4 separate regions of the Mus musculus genome follow, and regions 1, 2 and 4 are each linked to region 3. Evidence: chromatin contacts called from public HiChIP or PLAC-seq and Micro-C data. All regions are on one chromosome and are shown on one strand. The core of a region is the stretch at or near the end of the contact, and the rest is flanking DNA. Distances in the headings are between cores, read along the strand shown. Region 1 holds the start of St6galnac4 (ST6 (alpha-N-acetyl-neuraminyl-2,3-beta-galactosyl-1,3)-N-acetylgalactosaminide alpha-2,6-sialyltransferase 4). Region 2 holds the start of Ralgps1 (Ral GEF with PH domain and SH3 binding motif 1). Region 3 overlaps Lrsam1 (leucine rich repeat and sterile alpha motif containing 1). Region 4 holds the start of Ak1 (adenylate kinase 1).

Region 1 (5,560 bases), core at 1,414-3,913, 340 kb after region 3:
AGCAGGGAAGCTAAGCTCAGAGTCCAGGCTGGCTTGCCACCAGCCCAGCTCTCACTGTTTCCTAGAGCTGGGGACCCGCTGGCTCCCGTAGCATTGCCTGGCTGACTCACCTTCCCGTCTGGCACGCTGCTGTAGCCACTGAAGTGCAGGGGCCCTGGCACAGTGGATCTGGGGGCCGCAGGGAGGTGGCGGTCCAGGCAGGTTGCCAGGCAGAGCGGCAGGCAGGCCCAGCAGCACAGGAAGACACAGACAGCAGAGAATGTCAAGATGCACAGTGTGAGGAGCAGAAGGCGGCCCTGAGGGAGACAGAGGTCACGTGCCTGCGGGGTACCTGCAAATAACACCCAGCCTCCCCATGGAGAACCTCTGCAGCTCCATTGGTGAGACCTACTTCAGGGATGAATCTAGAGACAAGTCCCCCAATTCCCCTCTTTCCAGGTCAGGACACTCAGTTGGGGTGAAGCTGCTCAGAGCCACACAGCAAGGGTGCAAATTTCAAATGGCAGAACCCAAACTCTTATCTAGAACCCAGATACACTATGCAGTCACCCCAGGCCACTGCTACCTCCACTACCCTATCCCCAGCTGACCCAGTGTGTCCCCTGGGCTGGCTGGGCAGTCCAGGAGGTGGAGGGGGACTTTGAGGAAAGCATCACTTAAGAAATGCGTTCAGAGGCTGGAGAGATGGATGGCTCAGTGGTTAAGGCACTGACTGCTCTTCCAGAGGTCCTGAGTTCAATTCCCAGCCACCAATCAAATTGTGGCTCACAACCATCTGTAATGGGATCCGATGCCCTCTTCTGGTATGTCTGAAGAGAGTGACAGTGTACTCACATACATAAAATAAATAAATAAATAAATCTTTTTTAAAAACACTTTCAAGGACTGGCTTGGTGGTAGTGGCACGCTTTCTGTGCTTGCAAAGGAGCCAGGTTCCAAGAGCCCAGGCAGGGCGCCACACAACCACCCACTATTTAGATAGGTAGATAAAATAGATTAGATAGCTATCTCCATCTAATCTAATAATAATCTAATAATCTAAATGTCTAATCTAATAATAAACATGGTAGCTCATTCCTTGCCCGAGGCAGTACTGTTACAAGTGTGAGGCCAACCTGGGCTACACAGTGAGTTCCAGGCTAGCCTGGACTACAGACCAAGACCCTGTTTCAAAAACTGAAACAAATAAACAGAAAATGCTTCCAACAGTTGGGATGCTTCCGCTCAGCCTCTCCCACTTCTAGAAGAAATACACCGAAAGCCACTTGAAGAAGCCCTCTGGGTCGGTCACCTGGGGGTGACCTCCTGCACACCCACTGAAAGCACCCAGCAAGGTGTCTACCACTGTGTGCTGGGCCATCCATCTCAGTACCTGTGACTCTCAGAACTCCAGTTTTCTAGGCCCAAAGTCATTCCAGAAGAAACACTAGGAGCTAGCCAGTGTACCCAGAAAGGCAGAGGTGTAGAACAGCCCCCAGCACATCCTGCCAGGGGCCCACCCTTCCTTGTCTGTCCATAAGCCACATCAGTTTCTAAAAATAAGTCTTCTCTGTGTGGCCAGCTGTCCAGGAGACCGGGTTCACAGCTCCTAAGGCCTCCGGCTCTACACAACAACTGGTCTGCTGCCCACAAGGGACCAGAGACCTTGACTTGGGCAGTGGTAATTAACCTCCCCACTCCAGCACTCAGGGGGCTCACTGGTAAAGACAGAAAGACCAGAGCGTCACACTCAGTCTCACACCTCCCTCCCAACTAAGTGACACCGGGTTACTTCCATTTCTAGGTGAGAAAAACAAACTGAAACCAAAAGGGGAAGACACCGGCCTGGGGTCACACAGCCCCAGGAGCAGGGGGCTGGCGCAGAAGCAACTACTAAGGGCTGTGGGAGGGACTCCATGCTAGAGCATGTGCTTAGCATGTGCCTGGCTCTGAGTTTCATCCCCCGACACCAAAAGGGGTTAGGGGATCACTGTAACTCCGGGTGTGGGAGGCGGCTGTAAAGCTCTACCCAGGTCACCCCCAAATCCCCAGGCAACTTTTTCTCTTCCCTGTCACTTACCGGGGCCTTCATGCTGTCTCTGCTCTTAGCAGTCTGGAGGCTGCTGTCTCCAGTGCTTGGGATGAGAAAGGCTGGAAGCTGGTCCCAGGATATGAGAGAAACTGAGGCAAGGGAAGAGACAAATCCAGATCAAGAAAAACGGGCCCAGGAACCAAAAGCCTTTAAGTCTCCAAGCATGTGACAACGTGTCCCATTCTAAAGGCCGTGAGTTCAGAGACCTTGCCAAACCAATTCCCATTGTGCAGATGGGGAAGGAGAGGCAAAGAGGAGACGCTCTCGGCTCAAGGTCATCCATTCGGTCGGAGGCAGGCAAAGAAAGCCAGGAGCCAGGAGAACATCGTTCCCATCCATCCCAACTCTCTACCGCGGGGTGATGGAGAGGCCTGGGGCGGGCAGGATGTGAGGTTTTCACCCGGCTAGCTTCCACCGTCCCCTCCCCAAGCTGGGCGCTAACCGAACGAGCGGATTGGAGTGCGCTGGGGGCTCAGGATGCGCTGCTCGGAGCTCCATGTCCAGTGCGCCGGGCCAGAGGGGCTGGAACCGGGCCCCGGGTAGGAGGCGGTGCTGCGGCCGCAGCTTCTGAAGCCTGAAGCTAGAGCAGCGCAGCCGGGGGCGTGGGAGGGGCCTCTGGGAGGGGCGGAGGCTTTGCGCTCAGGGGGCGGGGCCTGCGCAGCGCCGGCTAGCGGCGCGTGGATGTCTCAGAGACCTCCGGGCTGGGGGCGAGGTCTCGACGTCGAGGGCGGGGCCTGTCTAGTTTGTCTTCCCACTCTAGTCCTTGTGTGATTGGAAGGAAGACAGTAAGAGAGCCACCCGTGTGATGGCTACTGGCCGTGGAGAATTGAGGTTCTCCATTTCTGAAATTACCCGGGAAGTAACAGGGGATAGGAAATGAAGCAAAGGCTTCAAACTAAGCAGCCCTGAGTTTCAGGATAGTTGTTGGGTTGTCAGCTCAAATGATGTGAACTTGACTATGAATATCAGATAGGCAATGAAGAAACGTGTTTTTGAGACAGGACCCCACATTTTTCAGGCAGGCTTCAAACTCACCGAGATCCAGCTATCTCTGCTAGAGAATTGGGAGCTGGGATTAGTGGCTCAGGTTGTTTTGTTGTTGGTGGTTTGATTTGGTTTTAGGCTTTCAAGACAGGGTTTCTCTGTGTAGCCCTGGCTTGCCTGGAACTTGCTCTGTAGGCCTTGGACTCACAGAGATCAGCCTGCCTCTGCCTCCCAAGTACTGGAATTCAAGGTGTATGCCACCACTGCCCAGCAGGCTGTTTTTAAAACAGCCACTTTGTATTGGTTATGTCAATGCAGCCCATGCCTGAGGCAGGTCCCTCCCCCACACCCCACCTTTCTTTTCTGTTAAGTGGGAAAAATATCCCTGTCCCAGTGAGAAAGGGCAGAGACAGACAGCTCAGGGCACCACCAGAAAATCGTACTTCTGCTTGGTTCCTGTGGCCGTCCCCCTGCCTGTGATCCTCTGAGGATTCAGATGGAATCCCTCCCTTTCGGCTACTTTCTGACCTATCACATCAAGCGCATTCCTGCCTCAGGACCTTCCACTGGCTGCATTCTCTAGTCACTTTCCTAGTGGGACTCCTTATCTCTCAGCTCAAAGACCCTTGCCAACATGAACAGCACACTACAAGTTATTATTTCAGACAGGATCTTTCTATGTAGCTTTGTGTTTCTGTGACAGACACTATGACCGAATACAACGTGAGGGAAAGGTTTTATTTCAGTCTACAACTCCCACATCACAGTCCATCACTGAGGTAAGTCAGGGCTGGAGCCTAGGGACAGGAACTGGAGCAGAGGGCATGGAGGAGGGGGCCATGGAGCAGTGCTGCTAACTAGCCTCACATTCAACTACCTTTCTTATAACCATCTAGACCACCTGCCTGGGGTGGCACTGCCCACAGTAGGCATCCCTTTCCCACATCATTAATCAAAAAGAAAAGAAAACAGCGCCAAAGACACACAACAGGTCAATGATAGGCAGCTCTTCAACTCTTCATCCCTCTACCCACATGGCCCTAGTGTGTGAATCACACAGTCCAGGCTAGCCCGGGATCCTTCTGTCTGAACCTCACAAATGATGGGGTTACAGGCATTAGCCACACCCTTCCCAGAAGGGCACTGTGGAATTATTCTGAGTCACTTCCCTGGTTCTCATGCCCATGTGCCCATTAGACTCATCTCTGTCTGGTGACATTCTCAAGTCGCCTTCACCACCCACGTGAAACCCGACAGGAACAAAATGAGATGAGCGAGCCAGGACTGCTGGGTCTCTGAGGTCTCAGGTGACTTCCCTCATAGCCTCAGGCCCTGCCAGGGTTCCTGGTTGCAGGGAGAGTTGTCACCTTTGTGGGGGACCTCAGGGCTCTGAGTTCAGGGTCAGTCCCGTGGGAGCCAGACCTCAGAAGATGTGGCAGCAGATCCCAGGTCCTACTTTGTCTCCCTGCTACCTTCCTATGTCCCTGGCTAGATACCTCTGGGTGGCATCAGAAGATGAACATAATCTTGCCAACCAAGAAGAATTCCTGCAGGTGTGCCAGCACAGAGAAATCACCCAAGAATACTCAGAACAGGCCATGTGTCCTGATAGAAAATGATAATTCCTGGAATGGTCATCTGAGGGCAGCCTCTTCTGCAACCAGCCCTCCCCTGCTCTCGGCTCACCCTCCCCAACTCCCACCCCATTAGCCACTTTTCAAAGTCTGGCCATATCTGGTGGGTCAGTAGAATAGAGCTATTAAGATGCTTTTCCAGGGTCCTGGCTGATCAGTCTTGGGGCACATCTCTCACCCCCTCCCCAGTGGCCCCACAACCCTACTTCTTCTTCTTCTTTTTTTTCGTTTTTTGTTTTTTTGGTTTTTTGTTTGTTTGTTTGTTTTTTTCGAGACAGGGTTTCTCTGTGTAGCCCTGGCTGTCCTGGAACTTACTTTGTAGACCACGCTGGCCTCGAACTCAGAAATCTGTCTGCCTCTGCCTCCCAAGTGCTGGGATTAACACAACCCTACTTCTTGCTAAGATGTTCCCTTTCTCCCAAATTCCAGGACCTTCACTGTGCCCTTGCCCTGGGACCCAACAAGGACATGAATGACCCTTCTGGTCTCGGCCTAGAAAGTAAGGCACCTTTCTCTCCTGCCATAACCGGTGAGATGCTTTGGTAATGGCTCCTTTCACCAGGACTTAGGCCCCAGGCTTCTCTCCAAAGCTGTGTCATCCCAGCTGATAGCCTGGGCTATCAGGACAATCTGCACAGTCAGTGTCTTCTGTGTCCCTGAGGCCTATGTCCCTTCTTCCCATTTGTCACATTACATCGCAGAGGGAGGGGCAGGGAGGCAGCACCATGCCCTGGAAACACAGCCAGGTTCTAGAACACCTTGAAAGAAAATGTCACTGAGCACAGTTAGATCAGACTGGAGTCAGAGGCTGTGGCTGGTTTCCCAGAGACAGGAAGAGAGATGGTTGGGGTTGCTGTAGGCTAGCCCAAAA
Region 2 (4,973 bases), core at 64-2,563, 440 kb before region 3:
CTATCCTGGAACTCACTTTGTAGACCAGGCTGGCCTCGAACTCAGAAATCCGCCTGCCTCTGTCTCCCAAGTGCTGGGATTAAAGGCGAGCGCCACCACCGCCTGGCTACGTCCATTTTCTTATGCGTGTCCTGAGCACTCCACTTTACGCTAGACCATCACTCCTAACTTTATAGCCATCTACCCAAGCTTCCTCAAGCTTGCGCTCAGCTCTCAGCCTCTCTGGATTCCAAATTTTCTAAAAGAATCCTCACACCATGCATCTCTTGTTTTATCTAAGGGAAACAGTTTAAGACTATCCTTCGGGCATCACTGTGTTCTTCATGCAAAATAGCAGACGTTTGCCTCAGAGATCCCCTATTCCCTCACCTCACTCTTAAAGTGGTTTAATTTCTGCTGATTCTCTTGTTTTCCTCTCCCTCTTCTTTTAAATAGTGCAGTATCTAAATCTTTCCATAAGCGACGCCATAGCAGCAAAAATTACGTTATCAAAATGATCTTGTCTACAAGTCCAAAGAGCATCCTACCCTCCTTTCTCTTGTAGGCGTAACAGAATTTTGCTGTGGTTCTGACTTTAGGGATTCACAGCCACCCACTGGCTTCCACGGTCTTTGTAACTTAGTATCTCTGCCTTTAAGCCAGATGATTTAAGCTCTACTCACTGCGTTTGCCTGGCCCAGCCATAAAAGGGTCTGGGTGCAGGGAGACAGCTTCCAGGCCCATTCTCCCTGCTTTGAACGCTATGGTCTTGGGCAAGACCCTCTTCAGGCCTAACTTTTACCTGTTGTGAAAACCATGGGTCAGTCTCAAGGACCTCGAAGTGTGTTATTGGATTGACTGTGATTGTCAATTTGACAGATTTAGAATCACATAAAGAAACCTAGGGATAGGTTTGTGAAGAATGGGACTAAGGTGATGATGTCTTGCTCACAAAGCCTTTTTTTTTTTTTTTTTTTTTTTTTTTTTTTTTGATGTTGTTGTTGAAAACGATAAACTCTAGGTAGGAATTTAAGAAGGACACTGGGTGAGGCCTGGAAGGATGTTTGTAGACTGAGTCTATTTCTAGGCAGGGGGTGGGCGTGGCGGGCGGCTGAGCCCGACGAGAACAGCAGAGCATCCTTGCAAGCCTGAGCGTCTGCAAGACCGAAGCGCAGGCCGCGGCTGGTGGGGTGGGGGGTGGGGGGGTGGGGGGAACGGGGACCGCTGCTGCAGCGGCTGCGCACTGGTGCAACCAGCCGGTTCATTTGCGTGTCTCCGCCCCTACGGCAAGCTGGTTGGAGAACCCTGGTATGGTGCCGCGCGCCGATTGGCTGAGCCGGCCGCCGCTCAGGCCCAGGAGTGGACGGTTCCTACTGCGGCTGGGCACCGGCTGGGCTCCCGCGTCGGCCTCGCGTTTCAAGCTTGCGCCTGGCTCAACCTCAATCCGGCCCCGGTCTCGGAACGAAGGCGCCGCTGCCGCTGGGCCTCTCGCAAGACCATGAAGAAGCGGTGGCAGCCACTGCGGCCCTCGTCAAGGTGACCAGCCCGGACTACAGCGGTGAGAGGAGCGGCTGGCGGGGCGGGGCCCTGGGCGCGAGCCGCTGCAGGTGCGGGGGGCGGAGGGGGGGGGAGAATGGGGGCGGGCGGGGCGGGATCCCCGGCCGGAGGGGGTGGGGCGGGGCCTCGGCTCGAGGGTGGGACCTCGGCTTGGGGTTGGAGGGGGGGGCGGGACCATGGCCAGCTCGGGTCCCAGGGACGCGAATGACAGCGTGTGGTTGTCGGGGAGATGGCGGAGCGGGGGGGGGGGGTGGTGGTGGTGGTGGTGGTGTTGGGGGGGAAAGGGCGCAGGTGCAGGAGGCGGGTCCCGCGGCCTGATGGATTGGGGGCGGAGCCTGGGCGCGAGGCGTGGGGTCTGGAGGGAGCTCAGGTCTCTGGGACCAGAAAGGGAACCTGTGTGTAGGTTAGCGGCGGGGAAAGGGCTCAGGTGCGAGGGGCGGGGCATGGGGTGGCAATGGGAGGGGCTGCAAGGAGAGTCTAGGGAAAAGCACAGGTGCAGTGGGCGGGGCTGGGGAAACCCTGTAGGGGCGGGGGCGGGGGGAGGCAGGGGGCGGGGCTGAGGATCATTGGCAGGTCCGGAAGCAGGGCTGCAGGTGAGGACTAGCCTGAGGGTGAGTGGGACCCTTTTTGGAGAAGGAAGAAGCTGCCCTCTCCGCCGCCGTCTTGGGGCTTTGGGTTTTCTGCAGGCTCTGGAGGCATCCATGGTTGTCTCTTGGAGGGGCAGGCCAGGGCAGCCTGTGTCTTTGCTGAGTCGTACAAGGATCGCAGCTGCCCTGGTTAATAGGCCGACTGCTTTCCTGAGCCAAACCGAGCCCTAAGTGGGCACACTGCCTTTGTTGTTGTTGTTGTTGTTTTTGTTTTACTCCCCTGTTGCTGTTGAAGGAGCTTGGCTGGATTTCGGGGTGGTTAGGTTTCATTGGTTGATCAGCTGTTGGAAAATGTGTGCTCTTCAAGAGTAGTCGTTGATGCTATGCTCGGAAGGGTTCTGGATCTCATGGTAGCAGATGCTCATGCAGATCTTCACAGTGCTGGTCTCAAAAAGATAGAAAAGGCAGCGTGGTGGGGGCGAAGAGGCGGAATGAGAACTTGGCTCTTTGGAGCTGGGACAGACACCTGGGAGTTATTTTTGCCTTTTTGTGTGTTTTGTTGTTGTCAAAGTGACCATCCCTGGTGCCTAATTGTGACCTTCCAGGGCCAGAGGGGAATTCCTTGTCAAGAGGTGAGTTAAGGTCTCTTTCTTGCCGGGCAGTGGTGGCGCACACCTTTAATCCCAGTACTTGGGAGGCAGAAGCAGGCAATTTCTGATTTCGAGGCTAGCCTGGTCTACAGAGTGAGTTCCAGGACAGCCAGGGCTACACAGAGAAACCCTGTCTCAAAAAAAAAAAAAAAACAAAACAAAACACACACACACACACACACACACAAAGAAAAAGAAAAAAGAAAAAAAGAAAAATAAAAGTCTCTTTCTCTTGAGAGTTTGAATCACATTTGTGTTGGGGAATTCCCTCCTCCAAACTAGAGGTGGTTTAGATTATGGTACTCCCTGTGCAGCCTTGGGCAGGAATGCAGCCTGGGGAGCCATGATGAATGGAAAGGGAAGCGTGTTTCCCTTGTTGGCTGACCTTTGGACCCCAGGTCCAGTGTGGATCTTAGCTGATGGGCTAGGCCTATAGTAGAGCCCATTGGAATACTCCCACTACCAACTTGATTCTGCCACGTTTCAGAAAGAAGACTTTAGGATGAAGAGCACGGCAGACCTTCATTAGGTATTTATGGAGACAGAAGGGAGAAATATGGTAGGGCCTCTGTGCTCCAGAAGTACCCTTTATCTGTGTGTGACCTTTGGGTGCCTTGTGTTTCCTCGAGAGTGCTTGGCTAATCTAACCTGACATGCTTTCACCCTGGGTTATATGGACTGAAGACAAGGTGCAGAAACTTCTTTGCTAGCTTGCATTTGCCTTCATTTTAGAAACGTGGGACTTTTGGGGGGACCAAATACCATGATGCTGGCTTCCCTTGCTACCATTGGCACTGGTGATTCAGAGCATCATGGGATGTTGCAGGGATAGGCTCCTGTTCCAGAAGCACTTGTGTGGCAGGTGCGAGGTCTAGAAGCAGCAGCGCGAGTTGTCCCATCCTGTCTTGGCAGAAGCTATGTGTCACCTAGGGACTTTCTCCTGTCCTTTGTGTTAAAACAAAGCTCCAAACCTGCATATCAGAAAATTAGATGGTTAGTTTTTTCCCTTCTTAAAAATATTTTTATTACATTTATGTGTATTTCTGTGCATGTAACAGTGTGCATGTGAGGGTCAGAGGATAACCTGTGGGAGTCTGTTCTCTGCTTCTACCGTATCGGGTTCTCAGGCTTGGAGGTAGGCACCTTTATAACCTCTGTTTATAACCTCTGAGCCCTTTCACTTGCCTCATAATTGACTTTATTTTTTTCATAGTTAGCTTTTTAATTTGTTATTAGGGCAACTGCATTCAGAGCTGAGAGAAAACTGCATAATAGAAAACTGTTGTGATCTGTCCCCAGCGTGTTCCTTACAGCTCTGGCTTGGTAAGCAGGCAGATTGGCTTGAAGCCTCCCACTGTTCCTTCTGCTGTATGACCTAACACCAGCTTTTTACTTTCTCAGAGTTTTGGTTTCCTTAGCTGTAAAAATGAAGAGCAAGCCTGATTTACCTTGTAAATTTGTTCTGAAGACACAACAAGCCATTTGAAGGTACTGCAATTCCATGGCACCCAGCACTGGAACCTTTCCCTCCCTGTCCCAGCCCCTGGCTGCCCAGCTTCCAACATTGGTTACACAGAACAGCATGTGGCACAAGGAGAGGAGGACCAGGAATTCTGAGGCCTTTGCCTCTTATATAACCTCAAATAAGTCTCCTTTTCTCTGCAGAGCTACGCTTTCTTAGCTGAGTGGAAGAGCGCTGGACAGTGTGATCCTTAGGAGGACTAACTCTGCCTTCTGATTGGCAAGCTGAAAATCTTAACATTTTTCAGAAAAGCAGGAAGGTGGAAGTCAGTGGCCCATGGTTTACTTTAAAAAAAAAATCTGTCTACAGGCTGAACAGGTGGCACAGTGGTTGGGACACTTGCTCCAGAGGACCTGAGTTTTCAGTTCACAGCACTCAACATCAGGCAGCTCACAACAGCCTGTTTCAGAAAATAAAACAGAGCAATATTGCTCCTTTTGGGCACCTGGTAGGAAGTTACCAAATCTTTGTTGAAGGAGCAGATGAAGGCTATTCTTTAGGAAATCAGTCTGGCTGACTGTCTCCCCTGCTCACAAGTCTGCTGTACCTTCAGCATATGTTTTGTCTGTTGCACAAGAATGTCACAGCCAGATGTGGTGGTGGACATCTTTAATCCTGGCATTCAGGAGGCAGAGGCAGACAGATCTCTGTGCCCCTTCCCTCTACTTGGTCTGGCCA
Region 3 (5,300 bases), core at 1,268-3,767:
CTCTCTCCAGTTCTTCACCTTTATCATTCATTTATTGCTTTGTTGTTGTTTTGAGGCAGGATCCCTCAGTGAGCCTGAGACTCGTTAGTTCAGGTACATCGGCTGGTCAGTGAGCTCCAGGGATAAACCCACGTCCAGTCCTAGGGGATAGCCTGGACAACTATGTCTGGTTTTGCGGCTTAAATTTTTAGTAAAAATTGACTCATTCTATAAATACTTTTTAAAAAAAGATTTATTAAGGCCGGGCGTGAAGGCACATGCCTTTAATCCCAGCACTTGGGAGGCAGAGGCAGGTGGATTTCTGAGTTCGAGGCCAACCTGGTCTACAAATTAAGTTCCAGGATAGCCAGGGCTATACAGAGAAACCATGTCTCGAAAAGAAAAAAAAAAAAAAAGATTTATTATATGTAAGTACACTGTAACTGTCTTCACACACACCAGAAGAGGGAGTCAGATCCCATTACAGATGGTTGTGAGCCACCATGTGGTTGCTGGGAATTGAACTCAGGATCTTCAGAAGAGCAGTCAGTGCTCTTAACCGCTGAGCCATCTTTGTTGTATTTTATTTTTGAGGAGCATCAGGCTCACAACAACAAAACAGTTAAGAAAGGTCCCGGCTGTCCTGGAGCTCACCCTGTAGGTCTACAGACTCACAGAGATCCACTTGCCTCTGCCTCCTGAGTGCTGGGACTAAAGTCTTGTGCCACTAAGCCTAGCCTAGATTTAGTTTTTACTTAATGTAAATCTATGTATGCCATGTGGATACAGGTAGTCTCTAGCCCAGAGGGCCTCAGGCCCCCTGGAACTGGAGTTAGAGAGTTGTGAGCTACATGCTGTGGCTGCTACGAATCCACCCTGGGTCTTCTCGGCCACTGAGCCTCACTCACACCATTCTGGTAGCTTGTTTTTCTCTCCTCTGTACTGACCGAGAGCTTCCAGCCCATGGCCACGCCTCTCCCCGTTGTTCTCAGTACCTGCCTGTGCCCGGTGTGTGGCCCACCCGGCTTCTTCAGCCAGCTCCCTCCGGAGCTGCATGTTTACGTGACTATTTCAAGTGTAGAACAGCAGTGAGCTCCCTGTGGGTGGATCTCCATACACTTAGCACACACCCTTCGGTGGGGAAGAGCCCAAGCACGCTTGTGTGTCATGCACTCTGACAGTCCCATCTTGAAACCAGTGTATCTTTGGTTCCCTCCACTCTAACACCCTTGGCCTTCCCCATGGGGCCATCCTGCAGGAAGAAGGCATGGAGCGACGGCTGGTGGCCCTGCTGGTGGAGCTTTCTGCAGAGCACTACCTGCCCCTCTTCGCCCACCACCGCATCTCACTGGACATGCTGAGCCGAATGAGCCCCGGAGATCTGGCTAAGGTGGGCAGCCATTGTCTTGGGGGAAGTCAGGAAGGCCCAGTGTGCCTGGACTCACTGTCACAAAGGGGGTATATTTGTTCAGTTTGTAGTGAGTCAAGGTCTGTCCAGGTCAGGTGACTCGAGCTTCTCATGGCCAGAACCGCTGCCCCATTGCCTCTGCTCACCTTTGCCCTCAGCCTGTGCAATGGTGTCACACAGTTATAGCTACGTCCTGAACACAACATGAGCTCCTTTTGTGGAGTTAATCCACCGGCACCTCCCTGGGACGTATACATGCCTGGCATCATTCTTAGTGTCTCACGGCAGCCCATGAACCGGGAACTTGACTCTGAGTGGTCTGGCCTCAGGGTCCCTGCTCTCATCCGTTCTGTTGTCCTGCCTCATCCAGGACAGTGCAGGGCCCATGCTTGGGGGCAGTTCCTGATGACCTTCGGATAGATGCAGGGTTCTGGGCTATGCGCCCAGGCTCTGGGGTGTCGGCTAGAAGGCTCTGACCCTGCTACTTCTCAGCAGAGGAGTTTCAGTAGCTCTCTGTCCTAAGGTCACCAGGCACAGTGACAGTAGTGTCAGGAAAGCATTCAGTAAACACACATGTCACAGGTTTCCTTTGGGGGCTCAGTTCTCCCCTCTGCCACAGAGGCCCGATTGAGCCACCTGCAGGGCTGTGGTTCTACCTTGCCTCATACTGACCACAAGGTCCAGGCCTCCCTGTTTCCAGTGAAGGTGCCGGAGGTGGAGGCTGAGGCAGTCCTATGGGCTGGACAGCATATGACAGCTTAGTAGAGGAGAGCTGGCTCCTTGCCCTCAGCCCTTGGTCTGCTTTTTCCTGTTTGGCCACAGGTGGGCGTCTCAGAAGCAGGCCTGCAACATGAGATCCTACGGAGAGCCCAGGACCTGCTAGCTGTGCCTAGGGTCCAGCCAGGTACTGACTCTAAGCTCTTTTCTGGGCTGTTCAGAGGCTGTACTTAGCAGTCTAGGGGCTACTGGCTCCAAGGCAGAGCTGTAGGCACAGTGTGGGCTATGCTGGGGGAGGACTGGGGACTGAGGAGGCAGCCTTGGGGCGGTCCCATTCTGCCATCACCTGATGGACCCATGCTGTTTCCTGAGGAGCCTGGTAAAGAAGCTCAGCCACTAGCCCAGGGCCTCTGTCCTGCAGTTCCACCACTGGGTGGCGATACGGCTCTAGGCATGCGATGTCCTCTCTCAGAGCCTCAGGCTTCTAAGGTTTTTCTCACCTCTGAGCTCCACAAGCAGAGTGTGTGGTAGCTGGGTGCTCCCATCTCACAGATGGACACGGAAGAATTAATGAGGCCGAGAGGGAGATCCTTCCCCTGCTCATGGACGGAGGCACCCCCTCTCCCCTCCACCCACCCCCGATTACTCACACAAGCTAAGACTGGGACCATCTGGGGATGGCTTAGCCTGTCCCTCTGATTTCTTCAGAGTTGAAACCACTCGAGAATGAGGTCCTTGGTGCCCTCGAGCCCCCCACAGCTCCCCGGGAGCTCCAAGAGTCAGTGCGACCGTCCGCCCCCCCAGCTGAACTGGACATGCCGACCTCAGAGTGTGTTGTGTGCCTGGAACGTGAAGTAAGTGTGGGGAGACACCAAAATGACCCATGTTCCATGACCCAGATATGCGCAATGCTGACATTGTCTAGAGTCCATTTTCCCCAGAGAAGGATTTTTCCCTCAGCTTATTAACTATATTAGGGAAAATTTCCTCAGGCATGACTCACCAAGAACATGGTTTTCCCGGCCAGGCCTTTGTAAGATTGTTGCAAAATTAACACTTATTGCAAAAAGTAAACATACCAGTGCTTAAAGCACAGGTCCTCCCTCCTGCACAGTTGCTAAGGGAGCCGGGGCAGGGCACGGCAGGTATGCCTGCAGCCGTACTTAATGAGAGATGAAAAAGGCAAAAGCCCTGTGAGTCTGAGGCTATGGAGCAAGACCCTGTGTCAAGAAACCCAAAAGGGGCTGGAGAGATGGCTCACACTCACTGCCCTTCCCTGTACCATGTCGGGTGGCTCATAACGTCAGGGGATCCCACACCCCCTTCTACACTTCCCGAGTAGAATACACACATGAGTTACTAAGGGGGCTGCTGTAGCAGCTCGGTAGCTCTCTGACCTTCAGCAGACTCCGGGGTGCTATGCGGCGGAGGGCACAGTGGTTAGAACTGTAACCAAGGCACTGTCCTCAGGCTCTGAAAGGGACTCCCAATTTCTTGATATGATACATGACTTTGAAGCAATTGGAGACTTCTCAGGCCATGTGCATACTGAGGGGTCTTGCTAAGACAGAGTCAGGGAACACATACGAGGCTAGTGACTATAAGGTGGAAGTCATTTTAGGCTAGGCATCATACTTTGGCAAGTGTGAACACAAAATAATTACAAATAGGTGGAGGGCCAGGTAAGCAGTACACGCCTGGCATCCCAGCTGGGGGTGGAGGCAGCTCAGTAGCAGGGCACTCAGCCTGGCATGCACTGGAGGAAAGAGCTTTTAGATTGTAGATATTTGAATGCTATTACAATCCATGGAAAAACAGGTACAAAACTGCCAACAGGCCTGACTAGGTTTTCACATCCACTGGCATCTCTCGGGGCTTTGATGTGGTCATGGCTCCAGAACTGAGCGGTCAGGATGTTGCTGCTGCTCTCTCCGCAGGCCCAGATGGTCTTCCTCACCTGTGGCCACGTCTGCTGCTGTCAGCAGTGCTGCCAGCCTCTGCGCACCTGCCCACTGTGCCGCCAGGAGATCTCCCAGCGCCTCCGGATCTACCACAGCAGCTGAAGGCACAGCACCTACCAGCCCTGGCCCTTCCTTGGTACCATCTCCACCACTGCTGGACTCCCACCTACCCTCATTCCCCAGACTAGGGCAAGACTGCCATAGGCCTTTGTCACCCACCACCTGCCACCCCGACCCCCACTGCTCTGAGCACTAGGCAGGCAGGTGGAATGTTCCTGGCCTGTGACATAGCTATTCTGAACAGTGAACAAAAGACAGGGCAAATCTGCTGGTGGTGGAGCCTTGGGGCAGGGGGCCAAGGTCCAGCGTAGGGAGGTGGCCCTGCAGGACTCAGGAATCCATGTTAGTAGCCAAGCCTCAGCGCTACACCCAGCTGTCTGCCCCTCCTGGAGGTGTCCATATCTGTGGAATGTATCAGCCATCCCGTCCTAAGGTGCACCAGTGTCTCTGGGAAGGGGTGGGTTGTGCAAGACTCCCCAGCACCCTTTTGCTTCTTTCTGAACACCCACCCTCCCATATCTGCATCCTTAGCCTACACAGGCAGGTTGATTCAAAACAGGAGCACCAGTAAATCTGACTCCTTGCAGAGTCACCCCTAGGTCCATGAGAACTTGGGAGGGGTAGGAGTAGGCAGAGTCCGGGGAGAGGGCAGCTCTTCTGGGGAAAAGGGCGAGAGCTGCTGCCCCTGGGTCAGAGGGAAGGCAACAGAAACATTGCCCCATGGAGAGTTAGGCAACACCCTCTTGAAAGAGGGCGAGGGGAACAGAGCCAGAGATGGGGGTCTCATTATTTATTTATAAGTAGCCTGTGCTCATGGGACAGGTTGTGTTCCTGCAATGATTATCCTAGGTGAGGGGGCTGCTGAGGCAACTGGAAGGCATGTTAACTTTCAGAGGGGCAGCCCACCCTCACCAGCTGTAGTGAAGGGTTCCATGTGACATGGCACCCTACTGCCCTCCCCAGTATAGTGTATATGGCCTACAGCATGTGCTCAACAAATATTACTACTTGACTGGCTCTGGGGGAACTAGACATTAGCACCTAGCTCAGGCCTGGAGGCCACCCTCATGGTGGACACATGGGACTGATGAGCCATCAGAAGGCTAGTCACCTGAAAGCTCTATGGCCTCTCCCCTTCTTTCTGAGCCTCAGTTTCTCCCTCTAAAATAGGGGAT
Region 4 (4,950 bases), core at 2,168-4,667, 300 kb after region 3:
CCCACTAGCTGACAGAGACACTGAGTCCCAGCAAGGGCCAGACATGAGCCTGCCCACTGCTCCAATCAACCCTCCACCCCCACCCCATCCCACACTGCTCGGCAGTTAGCTGGAATTGCTGTCCGGTATAGCCCCTCCCCAGTACCCTCCTTCCCCAGAAAAGGGGAGGCTTGGCTATAAATACCAGCATAGGTGAGCTCTGGGGTTCCAGAAACCTCAGGCAAGCCTTGTTGCTTCTAAGATTAGGATCCGAGCACATCCTAACAGGCAGGGGGAGGAAGCCTGGGGCCTCCTCCAACCCTCTCAATCTCTGAGAGCCCATTCCTTAACACCCAGGACCCTAAGGCCAGGAGGGGACCACATACCTTCCATCCTGCTGAGATCTGGGAGCTAGGTCAGCACTCTGCAAGACAAGGCCCAGGCAGGGTTGAGGGGTTCTCCTCCCACCCTGACTCAGCTCCACCAAGCCCCACCCACAGCAATAAGTGTCAGGCTCCGGCTTGTAATTTCCAAACTAAGAGTGTAGAGAGATACCCAGGAGGCAGAATGACCTTGGGAAAGTCACCTTCCTGCTGGCTTCTCCTGCCTCTGTCACCCCTCTAGTGTGTGCTTTGGTCTGCTGCAGACACCTGGTAGAGGTCAAAGAGGGCGTGAACAACTAACTCCAGGGAATCTCTCAGGTGAGTCCCTAGTGTGTGAGGGGAGTGTCTGCCTCGCTTTGACAACACTCCCCAGGGGACAGGATGCTGGCAGGCAGGCGTCTCCTCCTTGCCTGGGGACAGACAGGACAGGTGGCAGAGACACTCCTGGTGCTCAATCCAGCAAGGTTTGTTTTGTTGTTTGAGACAGAGCTCCTTCTCCGTAGCCCAGGCTGGCATCAGATTAACAGCCGTCCTACAGCCTCAGCCTCACTACCTGGGCCTGCAGGTGTGCAGGTACTGGCCCTGCGTGGTTTCTCTTTGTTGTCTTTAATTTTACGCGTATGGCGGTGTGCCTGCGTGCATGTAAGTGTACCACCTGACTGACAAAGAGGCCAGAAAGGGGTGTGGAGTCCCACGGAACTGGAGTTAACAGGTGGTTGCTGCGGCCACCTTGTGGATCTTAGGAACAGAACACAGGTCCTTGGGAGAAGCAGCAGTGCTCGCAGCTGCCTCTCTAGCCCTGTAGCCCCTTTCCAATTCTGAATGTAAGCTGGTTCCTGACTCCTGCCTGAAGCAGGCCCAAGTCCACCTCACACGTGGCTCTACCACTCACCCCCCCCCCCCGGGGGGAATTTACTTCACTCACCGCCCCCAGCTTGCCCATTCTTTCTTCATAGCCACCCACCCTCCAGCCTCTTCAAAACTATGTCCTCACCCCCTACCTGTCCCGCCATCCCAAGACCACCCATGCCGTTCTGGTCTGTGTCTCAGGTGCACGCTTCGGTCCTCTCACCCTGGGTTCAGGCCCAAGGGACCTCCCCACCCCCACTGTGCGGTCAGTCCTATATCATGCATGCTCCCACAACCCACCTCACCTCTGCCCATCACACTTGTATCCCAACCGTCTTCTCTCCAACCGAGACCTTAGCCCACCTCCACAGAGCCTCTAAATCACACACACACACACACACACACACACACACACACACACACACACACACAAACACATGCACGGGCAGACAGGGCAATAGTATTTCCCCTGGCAAGCAACAATCGTGTGACCCTCCTGCTCATAGGCTTCTATGTGTGGTCCTCTTGGCTCCCTAAACCAAAACTGAACCCCTCAACCTACCTGGCCAGGTCTGGACAATCTGTCCCCTCCTTTCTCATCCACTTTAATGCCTCCCTCCTGCCAGGCCTTTGCAGCGTCACACACCAAATGCTTGGGGGGATGTCTTCCTCCAAATGCTACTGGAGGCCCCAGCTCAAATGTCACCTCTTTCAGGATGCCTTCCTAGATTGCACCCTAGGGTCCCACATTGACAGGTGCTGTCTCTGAACTTCAAGTTGCAAGGTACCCAGCTTAAGGTGTCAGGACACTCATTAGCACCATGGATCTTGTTCCTGTCCCTGATTGGGCCTGGCAGAGGATAGCACTGGCCTGGGACTCTCATTCCACCCTGCCTGCCATCTGGGGAGGGAATTGGGCTTGGGGGAGGGACACAGACTAGCTCCAGACTCTGGCTGGGGTCAAGCTCAAGCCTGGCACCCCCAAACACACAAGAACCTTGAGACCCATGGCCTGAGCTGCAGCCTCTAAGCCTACAGAGTGTGCAGGAGGAGGCATGGGGCTGCCAAGTCCTTCGGCAGCTGCCCAGGGGGGGAGGAGTGTCCCAGGGCCTGGACAGCCACCAGCATGTCCTAGGAGATCACTCCCCTCTACATGCCCCACCCCTCCTGGTAACCTGAGTCCCTCTGTCCCACAGACACCTGCTTCTTTGGTCTAAAATAACTTGGGTCGTGAGGAGGCCTCCGGAAAGCCAGGGGTCCCAGACAAGAGTAAGGTTACAGGACTACGCAGCCAGGCCTTATAAGGTTCCCTGGGTCAGGGCCCCAGTGCTCCTAATATGACTGTCTTCTAGGTGGCTCAAGGAGCAGAGGCCCCAGGGGACACACTTCCCCAATCTCTATGCCTGTTTGTCCCAGGTGCTTGCTCAGCAAAAGCCCTCATAGAGGCTAGCTATCAGACAGGGTTCAAGTCAAACCCTATCACTCAGCTGTGTGACCTTGGGCAGCTGATGTCCCCTCTCTGGCCAGCCTTGCTGATGCTGAAGCATCCTGGGTAAGCTGAGTGGACCTGTGAGTCAGGCAGGAGGGTTCCTGCGGAGCCCCTGATTGGGCAGGAGGTGCTGGCAGAGCTCCAACATCCAGGAGCCCCAGATCCTCACAACACTTGGTGGCATTACAATTCTTGTGAACACACAGGCTGACCCTATCCAGGTCCTCTGGGACAAGGAGATAGGCCTCTGTCCTTCCCTTGTCCCTTAGGGCCTCAGCACAGAATTGCCAAGGGCATGGGTGGAACTGAAGCCCCAGGAATACCAGCTGGGACAAAGAGGGTCTGGGAAGCTGAGAGTACCAGGACACACACACACACACACACACTTGAGCACACATGCACACACATTGCCACAGGGTACATGCACCCAGAGCTGATAGCTGATAGGATACACATGCAAACACACACAGCTCATAACCATGGATACAAACATTCAAGACACACAGAACCCAAGGGTAGCCTGATACCAGCAACCCCACCTTCCCACAGGTGATGTCTCCCCACACCTCTTAGAGGCTTCCACGCGGGCAGACAATGGAGCAGACACACACTGACCTGGGGGAGGGTGTGGTGGGCGCTGGGGCCAGTGAGTGCCCTGCCTGTCCTCTCAGCCGCCTGCAAAGGCGACTATTTATAAGGCTGTCAGCGCGCACGCATGGCATGCTGGGAGCCAGCACTCTGGCGAGATGGCAGAGAGAAGGGAGGAGGGAGGGAGCCGGGGGAAGGAGGAGGAGAGAGAAGAAAGCAGGAACTCTCATGGAAAGCTTAGGAGTGAGCGTCCCCACCAGGCACTCCCTGGGACTAAACCTGCACACAGTGTGTCTGCCACCACTCTATGCCCGCACGACTCTCCACAGACAAGGGTTCTTTAGCTGGGTCAGCTGATGCTCAGACAAGTTGGTGTGTTTAATCTCAGCGTTTAATCAAGGAGACCAGACCAGGGAAGTAAGGAGGGAGGGGGACCAGGGTGTAAACTTTGTTGTTCCAGGGTCACCATCCTCAGGCTCTGAGACCCCCTACCCTGAGACATCTCCCCTATTGGAAATGACTCTTTGAGCTCCTCCTGGATCCTGACTATCTGGTGGCTAGGTAGATGATAAGCCAGCCTTGAACTCTCCATGGTTGAACATGGAGAAAGAACACTCAGAAAGCTTTGTGTATCCAGATTGGGGTTTGCTAAGAATGAGGACTCTCATTTCTGAGTACCCGGTGGAGCACGATGATGCCAACAGCAGACTCCAGCTGTGCCCAGGGAACCCCTAAGCACAGAGCAGGACCCAGAGGCCACCTGAGACTCCCCGTGTGGAAAGCCATGTGCCTAATTAGGGAGCTCTCTACAGGAGAAGTGGTACAGGGTGCTGGTGCTCAAAGCATAGCAGGACAGAGGGATCGGCTCACATAAGGCCTCCAAAGCATGGCTCCGAACAGCAAAATAGGGTGAAACTGGAAACTTTTGTAAATGCTTGGGAGCCACAGACAACCAGTTTGGGTGGTGCCTGAACACCAGTAGCAGCCTGCATACCAAGGTCCTGCCACTGTGGGGGCAGATGGACTGGGCCATCTGTCCTGTGCTGGCCTGAAAGGCTACTCCCAATACTTAGGCTGGTGTGTGCATTGCACAACTTTCGGGGAAAGCAGATTGATTTTATCAGCTCCTACATCAGAAACCCATTCAGGAACAGGATTTACACAGGAAGGTTCTTAAGCCCAGTGGCGGGGACTGACTGGGGCCATAGCACAGAAGGGTGCATGGGAGCTGCTACTCACTCAGAGCAGCTCTGGGTGAGAAGGGAAACCTCACTTGCTGGGGTAGCAGGCACCTGTGAGAGACATGATGCACACCTGCCCAGGTCCAATCTCACCTGAATAAAAATGATTCTGAATGCAGGCTGGATAGAGGTGATGGAACTTGGTGAGAGTAGTGCCCAGTGTAGGAAGCCCTGGGCTCACGCCATGTGTACTGGATAAGGCAGCTTGAACCTATGATCCTGGTACTAGAGGGATACAGAAGGGGATCAGAAATTCCAGGTCTGGGGTTGGAGAGATGGCTCAGCGGTTGGAAAAAGAAAAAGGCTGGAGAATTAGAACTGAGGCAAGCCCTCAGCTCAAGGAGAAGAAACAGTAACAAAGCCAAGAGGGAAGGATGAGGTCAAAGGAAGAGTGAGCTGGGGCTGGAGAGATGGCTCAGTG

Evidence for each region. Hi-C and Micro-C count contacts between places; a contact is called where the count stands out from the background. HiChIP or PLAC-seq counts read pairs in DNA pulled down with a chosen protein or histone mark.
Region 1: a Micro-C map of embryonic stem cells shows a contact between it and region 3, with 2.2 times the contacts expected there. The contact joins the promoter of St6galnac4 here to the enhancer-like site in region 3. A contact is called at or near these places in 6 of 39 promoter capture datasets (the 3T3-L1 cell line, HPC-7-derived erythroid cells, hippocampal neurons and 2 more), 1 of 15 datasets of contacts at CTCF or cohesin (the NIH/3T3 cell line), 4 of 484 Hi-C or Micro-C datasets (B cells, the N1E-115 cell line and embryonic stem cells), 1 of 115 datasets of contacts at active chromatin or transcription factors (embryonic stem cells) and 1 of 9 other capture datasets (adipose tissue).
Region 2: a contact with region 3 is called in an H3K4me3 HiChIP or PLAC-seq map of embryonic stem cells, with 12 read pairs. The contact joins the promoter of Ralgps1 here to the enhancer-like site in region 3. A contact is called at or near these places in 4 of 39 promoter capture datasets (hippocampal neurons, liver, pre-B cells and 1 more), 1 of 15 datasets of contacts at CTCF or cohesin (large pre-B cells), 5 of 484 Hi-C or Micro-C datasets (CD4 T cells, the G1E-ER4 cell line, the HL-1 cell line and 1 more) and 4 of 115 datasets of contacts at active chromatin or transcription factors (embryonic forebrain and embryonic stem cells).
Region 4: an H3K27ac HiChIP or PLAC-seq map of embryonic stem cells shows a contact between it and region 3, with 7 read pairs. The contact joins the promoter of Ak1 here to the enhancer-like site in region 3. A contact is called at or near these places in 6 of 39 promoter capture datasets (the 3T3-L1 cell line, embryonic stem cells, hippocampal neurons and 2 more), 1 of 15 datasets of contacts at CTCF or cohesin (large pre-B cells), 7 of 484 Hi-C or Micro-C datasets (ECoMG myeloid progenitors, the G1E-ER4 cell line, cortical neurons and 3 more), 3 of 115 datasets of contacts at active chromatin or transcription factors (embryonic stem cells, large pre-B cells and pancreatic cancer cells) and 3 of 9 other capture datasets (adipose tissue, liver and pancreatic islet).

The regions. Positions count from the first base shown.
Region 1 is chr2:32,584,181-32,589,740 of GRCm38.p6, reverse strand. St6galnac4 (ST6 (alpha-N-acetyl-neuraminyl-2,3-beta-galactosyl-1,3)-N-acetylgalactosaminide alpha-2,6-sialyltransferase 4) reads right to left here and starts at 2,663. Exons shown (of 6, transcript NM_001276425.1): 1 at 2,514-2,663; 2 at 2,060-2,160; 3 at 111-296. The coding sequence starts at 2,071.
Region 2 is chr2:33,367,834-33,372,806 of GRCm38.p6, reverse strand. It overlaps Ralgps1 (Ral GEF with PH domain and SH3 binding motif 1), which reads left to right and starts at 1,313. Exons shown (of 20, transcript NM_175211.5): 1 at 1,313-1,537.
Region 3 is chr2:32,925,643-32,930,942 of GRCm38.p6, reverse strand. Lrsam1 (leucine rich repeat and sterile alpha motif containing 1) reads left to right here. Exons shown (of 26, transcript NM_199302.3): 23 at 1,238-1,369; 24 at 2,210-2,291; 25 at 2,813-2,958; 26 at 4,042-5,300. The coding sequence ends at 4,167. Among named protein-coding and RNA genes, the nearest start is that of Lrsam1, 33 kb to the left of the region's middle. Within about 2 kb of position 2,517, at least 83 of the 459 cell types and tissues checked have an H3K27ac peak or open chromatin away from gene starts, as enhancers often do. A contact at or near this core is called in the HL-1 cell line, the NIH/3T3 cell line, adipose tissue and 5 more, where this site is marked.
Region 4 is chr2:32,623,904-32,628,853 of GRCm38.p6, reverse strand. Ak1 (adenylate kinase 1) reads right to left here and starts at 3,417. Exons shown (of 7, transcript NM_001198791.1): 1 at 3,316-3,417; 2 at 366-403. The coding sequence starts at 372.